Linked DNA regions of Sus scrofa: region 2 is linked to region 1. Evidence: chromatin contacts called from public Hi-C data. All regions are on one chromosome and are shown on one strand. The core of a region is the stretch at or near the end of the contact, and the rest is flanking DNA. Distances in the headings are between cores, read along the strand shown.

Evidence for each region. A called contact is a pair of places that touch in the nucleus more often than the background predicts.
Region 2: a contact with region 1 is called in a Hi-C map of omental adipose tissue, with 2.5 times the contacts expected there. The contact joins the enhancer-like site here to the promoter of PLXNA2 in region 1. A contact is called at or near these places in 1 of 5 promoter capture datasets (fetal skeletal muscle), 13 of 47 Hi-C or Micro-C datasets (alveolar macrophages, embryonic fibroblasts, epiblast stem cells and 10 more) and 2 of 2 datasets of contacts at active chromatin or transcription factors (alveolar macrophages and skeletal muscle).

What each region holds. Positions count from the first base shown.
Region 1 is chr9:134,583,334-134,586,588 of Sscrofa11.1, forward strand. It overlaps PLXNA2 (plexin-A2), which reads left to right and starts at 1,427. Exons shown (of 35, transcript XM_021063894.1): 1 at 1,427-1,554.
Region 2 is chr9:134,819,168-134,822,507 of Sscrofa11.1, forward strand. All of the region lies in intron 2 of LOC102160111, which reads right to left. Among named protein-coding and RNA genes, the nearest start is that of CD34, 92 kb to the right of the region's middle. Within about 2 kb of position 1,929, at least 3 of the 83 cell types and tissues checked have an H3K27ac peak or open chromatin away from gene starts, as enhancers often do. A contact at or near this core is called in omental adipose tissue, where this site is marked.

The DNA.
Region 1 (3,255 bases), core at 177-2,676:
TGAGGCATTGCCATCCGACATTCAGACCCCTCTCACTTTGGGTTATTAAAATAAGTTTTACCGCCACCGCTCTGATTCCCTTGCCCTGATTCCCTTGCCAGGCAGGCTCCCTGGGTCCGGATACAGAAAACTTCCCACTGGTCCCTGCCGCCCCCCCCCCACACACACACTTGCCAGATGCCCCCGATCCCTAATAGAGCTGGAAGCTTGAGAGCAGGGCTCATTTTTGCCTTATAAAAATTAGAATGAGTAACAACAACTTCAAACCTCATTTGACAGCTTGTTGGCTTTTTGAGATTCACGAGCAGAAGCAATTTGCCTGCACGTATTCCGAGAACCCCTTCTTAACCTCATCAGCCATGGCCGGTACCTCCCAACGCACCCCTCAAATTAAAGACCAAGAGGGAGGTGTGCAGGATGTGCGCGGGCACAGGTGGTGCTCCAGGAGGGGAAGCCCACGTCCCCACTGCCCTCACCCGCTCTGTCTGCGTCCTGAGCTCCGGCACCGGAGCCCTAGCCAGCTGGGCTTGCCAGGCCTCCACCCGGATCCCAGGCCCCGGGCAGGATTTTTGTTGCCCCCTCGGCCACTTAAGGTGGCCGGTGGATCCGGGCTGAGCCGGGCGCAGGAAAGCAGCGGGGCCGCCTCCCGATGCCCAGCCTCATTCTCCTTTGTTGACAGCTGGCGGAGGAGGAAGTCCGGGCGGGCGGGGTGGGGGCAGGGGCTGGCTGCGGCGGGCGGTGCCAGCGGCGGGCGCGGCCCCAGCCCGGGCAGGCGCGGCCAGCAAGGAAGGGGTTAACGCGCGCGGCCTCTATGATAATGAGCTGCATGGTAATATAGGGAGGCCGGCGCTGTGGGCTCTGCCGCCGCCGCCGCTGCCCGCCGGCCGCCGCCGCCCGCCGGCCGGAGCCTGAGCTGCCGGGCGGAGCGGCGTCCGCGCCAGACTGGAGCTGGAGGGCGGCGGAGCGCAGTTGCTGGGAATTTTTCAGCCGGGAGGCCAGGCGATCCGGAGAGAGAGCCCGCGAGCTCGGGAGCGGCGGGGAACGCGGGCGCCGGAGCGAGCGAAGCAAACCTCGAAATAGATCCGGAGAGCCAGGTTCCCGGAGGAAGTGGGACTGTGAGCGGACCGGGAGCGAGAAGGGAAGGAAGCGCCGCGATTGCTGATGTCAGAGGAGCCCGGAAAGTCGCGCTGGAAAAATCTGAAGACGGCCGGGGCTTTGCTGCTTCCCAAGGAGACACAGCGCCAGCCACCCCCCACGCCCCCTCGGCGCCTCCCGGTTCCCCCCGCGAGCCGGCGACAGCGCCCGGTGGGGCTGCTGCGGGGCGGCAGAGGACTGAGGGGCGCGCGGACCGGAGACCGAGGGGCCACTTCAGGAATACAGATAAGTGGCTGCTGGCTTGACGTGGATTTTAATGAATTTGGACTCCATGTGGGTTTGGTCGTCTCGGTGATCACGAGCTGCTGGCGGCGAGAGGGACCGCACGCCGGCCTCGGCAGCCGGCGGCCAAAGCGGCCGCACCGGGGACGGAAGGACAGACCGACGTCGCCGAGCTGGGTAAGCGGAGCCCGGGGCCGGGCGATCGGCGTCCGCGGCGCCCTCCGCCCGCTCCCCCGAAGCGCGCCCGCCTCCGCGGGTCTCGGCCCCGAGCCCCCGGCTCCGCCGCGGCGGGCGAGTCCCCGCGCGGGGTCGGCCACTTTCCGCGGGCCGGAGCGCGGCGCGCGCGCCTGGGCGGGCGGACTCGCCGCCGCCGCCGCCGCCGCCTCCCGCCCGGGCTTCCCCGCGGGCGCCCCGCTTCCCCGCCGGGCTGCGGGCGGGCGGCGCACCTGCCGGCACCCTGCGGCCCCGGGGGCCTCGGGGGCCCCGGGGGCGGGGGGCTGTCCCACGAGCTGCAGCCGGATGCGGGTCTCGGTGACCCTGCACGAGCGGGAGAGCCCGGGCCACTGTGGCCGGCGCTCGGTGTGGGGGCGTTCACGCTGGTCCAGGAGTCCCCGGAGGCCGCCGACTGTTCCTTCAGAGCCAGGGACTTGGGAATCAAGGGGAAGGTCCCCTTTGCGCAGCTTCCAGAGGCTCCGGGGAGAGATTCCAGGGCAGCGAATGGGACAAGTGCCCCATACCCCCCTCTGCGCTTCCTTCTGGTGAAGCCCCCATCTGCACCATCCCCTGGTTTGAGGTTCCAGAGATGGCTGGGGGCCCAAGGAGGAGCTCGGCCAGGGTCCCAGAAGCTCCTTATTAATCATTTTAGACTCTTTCCCTCCTTGGGCTTCTTGCCCCACCCCAGAAGTGATATGGAGATCTTAGAAAATTCTAGCCCTTTTTAGCCATCCCACAGGTCCCTGGATCCATATGGTAGTCATGGGCTGGCTGACCAAAGAGAGAGTTGTGAGAAAATGCTGTTCCAGGTCCCTGACAACTAGCCACCTGTTCGGCCTGACCCTTGCCCCAGAGGAGCTGCCCACTTCAACTCAGCTCAGAAGGGTAGAGAATGGGGGTGGGGTGGGGGACTTGAGGTTCCATGTCAGTTGCGTCTAGAAACAAGGGCCTCATGAAGTGGTCATGGAAGTCAGCCTGGGTCTCCTGTGGGGATCTAAGAGCCTAGTGTATGCCACTGCATATCCCAGGAGCGGATGTGCAAGGGGCAGAAGACAGGACCCCTTTAAGGCCCTGGTTTGGGGGCCCAGCAGCTCAGAGGAACCCGCAGGAATGTGGGCACCCACTCACGCCCTTCCTTGCTGAGCACAGTGGACAAAGTTCGGGCACAGCAGATGGAGATGGGCAGCTGGGCTGGGCTGGACCTCCTGGGAGCAGGAGCCAGGCTGAGCTCCCGCCTCCCCTCCCCACACAAGAGCAGGCTCCTGTCCTCCTGGGCTTCTTTCCCAGACCTTGAAACTTCACGCTTCCCTCTGGGCAGGCTTTGGATTCTGGGGCCTTCCACAGAGCCACGGGCCTGGAAGAGACAGCTGGGGCTGAGGAATTCAGCTATTCCTGATGGAAATACACAACTTTCGTGCATTCACCTCGAAGGCTGGCAGCCCTCTCCTCTGACCCCCCCCCCACCTGCCGGCACCTTTTGAACTCAATACCTGTGACCTCCCCTCCTTGGCCTGGGGGGTGAGGTGGGTCAGGAGGAAAGTAGGGAGCCAGGGAGACTCAGAAGAGGCTGTCAAGACACCCTAGCAGCGAGGTTGTGTTGCTTTTCCCTTCTTCCACCTGGCATCTCCGCCTTCATCCCAGCGCTCCCTCCTCCCTCCTCCGGGA
Region 2 (3,340 bases), core at 679-3,178, 240 kb after region 1:
GTGAGTGCCTTTCCAGGAGCGTGTCCAGGGCCGTGGCTCCGGAGCCAGCAGCATCAGCCTCCCTGGGAGCTTATTAGACATACAGACCCTGGAGCCTCAGCTCAGGCCCCCGGGTCAAAACCCCCACCAATGGGCCGGACAATCGGTGTTGTTATAAGCTCTCCGGGTGATTCTGATTGTTTTTTCTTTGTTTGTTTTTAATTATTATAGTTGATTTATAAAGTTTCGTCAATTCCTACTGTGCAACAAAGCACTCCAGTCATATATACATGTATATACACACACACACGTGCTTTTTCTCATATTATCTTCTATCATGTTTTATCACAAACGATTGTACATAGATCCCTGTGCTGGTGATTCTGATTCTAAGCATCGAAAATCTCTAAGCGAAATTCTCGGGAGAGACTTTCATTTATTCACAATTATTCTTAAACTCTACCTGCAATGGGTTTCCCCTGGGTGGCGGCGGGGAGTCTGTCGAAACACGGACGCCTGGAGTCCCTGAGTCAGGGGGCAGGGGTGAGGCCTGAGGATTTGCATTTCTGACTAGTTCCCAGGAGATGATATGCTGGTCCTGGGACCACACTTTGACAGCCACTGATCAATTGATTGATTGATATTTTGTTTTTTTAGGGCTGCAGCTACAGCACATGGACGTTCCAAGGCTAGGGGTCGAATTGGAGCTACATGTGCAGGCCTGTACCACAGGCACAGCACTGCCAGATCTGAGCCACGTCTGCGCCCTACAGCTCAGGGCAATGCCGGATCCTTAACCCACTGAGGAGGGCCAGGGATCAAACCCCCATCCTCATGGATACTAGTCAGGTTAGTTTCCACTGAACCACAACGGGAACTCTGAAAAACACTGGTTTAGATCCCTGTGCTGGTGATTCTGATTCTAAGCATTGAAAATCTCAAAGCAAAATTCTCGGGAGAGACTGGGGATGGGCTATACTCCTCTGGCTACAAGCAAGCTTTTGCCGGACTGCCTCTCTGGGGTCCAAGAGGAAGACCCAGTTCCAATCGGGCGTGTGATGGGATGAATACCTGTGTCCCTGAAGCCCAAGGGATTGGACACAGGGCCTGGGAGGAGGTGATAAAGGTAAAATGAGGTCGGTGGGGGGCTTAAATCTGAGAGAGCTGGTGTCTTTATATGAGAGGGAGGACCCCAGACCTCTTTCTGTCTCTCTTCCTGGTGAGGAGGCAGCGCGGCCGGCTGGAGGCCAGGAAGAGAGCTCTCCCAGAAACCCTGGCAGCCAGCACCTTGGTCTCAGACTTCCAGCTTCCATGGAAGGCTGGAAAAAAAATGTCTATTGTCATGAGAAAAGGGACGTATGTAGATGCATGACTGGGTCACTTTGCTGAGCAGCAGAAATTGACACAACATGCAAAACCACCTATGCTGTACTAAAAAAAAATTCTATTGTCAAAGCCACCCAGCCTGTGGGGCTTTGCTACGGCTGCCGCAGCAGGTTCAAATGGCCTCCAGGGACAAACAACCCGGTATATACAGAGATTTAATCACGCAGGGCAAGAGGAAGGCCCCTCGGCGCGCAGCGCGGGTGAACCCGGCTATGCTTTTCTGCTTTTCAGACCCGTCCTCACCCTCTGAGGGATCCGTCTCCTCTGCCGTCACCCCCAACAAGCCCACGGAGCTGCCTCTCCAGTCGCGTCCTGATCCCTATGTCTCCCTCCGTCTTTCCACTGCAGCCCCTGCCCAGTGCCACGCAGGCCTGCCTCTCTGGTTCAAGGTCACCCCCGGGGCCCCCACCGGCCCCCCGCTCTCTGCCCCCGTCTCCTTTCACCTCCGACCGTAGCTCTGGCCCAGATTAATCCTCCTAAAGCACAGTTGGGAGAAGCAGGGGTCAGCCGGGCCGGGGAGGACCGGGCAGCGGGGAGTCCCTGTGGAGGGAGCAGCCACAGGTCAGGGAGGCTCCGGGAAGATTTATTGGCCACTAAACTCTGCCGGAGGGGCAGGATCAGGAGGCAGGGCGTAATCAAAGTGATACTTCATGTCGTTCCGTCTCGGGAAAATAATCGTTCCACTGAAACATCATTACACAATCATTTTTCTACTCCTGTGCCACTTACAGGGAAATAGAAACTCACTTTCTCCTTCATAATAAGCTGCAATTTCCATAACTCAAAAGGCTTTTTCTGAGATGGTGCCATTCTCCATCCCGTGCTGATGTAGACTCCTCCTGATGCCCAGGCTGGGGCGACAGCCTCAGGCACGCGGTGGGGGGCGGGGGCTGTCCCCTGCTCCCGACACTCTTCACCCGTGACCATCCATCCCCTTTTGCCAGGATGGGAGGGTTTTCCAAGATGCTGGACTTTAAGCGCCCAAACCAGGTCAGTCCTGGGCAGACCAGGACAGTTGGTCCCCCTGCCTGCCATCACCTGGGGACAAGGGAGCAACACTGCGCCTTTAACGAGCAAGTACCTACCGAGGCATGGGGCGTGTTTCCAGGTTGCTGGGGAGCAAGCCGTGTATCAAGCCAAGGAAAGCTTTGCCCTCTGGGAGCTTGCTTCTGGGCGAGGAGACAAACAACAAACATGCTAAGTAAGCACATGATGTAAGTTCTAGAAAATGATAAGCGCTGGGGAGGAGAATAATAAAAGAGAGAAGGAAGACGGACGATGAGGGGTGGAGGTTGTAATTTTACATAGGGTGACAGGGTAGGACTCATTTGAGAAGGAGGCATTTGGGCACGAGTTTGAAGGAGAGGAGGGAGCAAGCTGCAAGGTTTTCTGAGGGAAAGGCATTCCAGATAGAGGGATCAGCCAGTGCAAAGGCTCAGAGGCACAGCTTGGCCGCACATTCAAGGAGTTCCATGGAGGCCCTTGGGGCTTGAGTAGAGCAAGAAAGGGAAAGGGGGGGGAAGGGGTGGCAAACGGCATCAGAGGGCTGGATGGTGTAGGGTTCGCCAGGTCATGGGGGGGCGACTTGGCTTCTATCTGGAGGAGACAGAGGCAGGACACCGTCCAATTTATAGTCTTCTGGGGTCACTCCAGCTGCTGTGGAAGACCAGCTCGGAGGCTGTCACAGTAACTCAAACCCTGACAGGGCCTTAGACCAAGACGGGAATAGGGGGCGTGGTAAAAAGAAGCTGGGGCCGGCATATATTTTGGAAGAGAAGCTGATAGATCTTCCTGATGAGAACTGGGTATGAGATATGAGAGCAAAAGAAGAACCAGCATGACTACTAATATTTGAGCACACAGGGGCCATAATTAGTTTGTAGAATAAATAATACATATTTCAAGGATTTATTCTACCCTAAAAAAATTCACTCGAGATATTGCTGGATTTAAGTTAGAAACTAAGATGCACTTC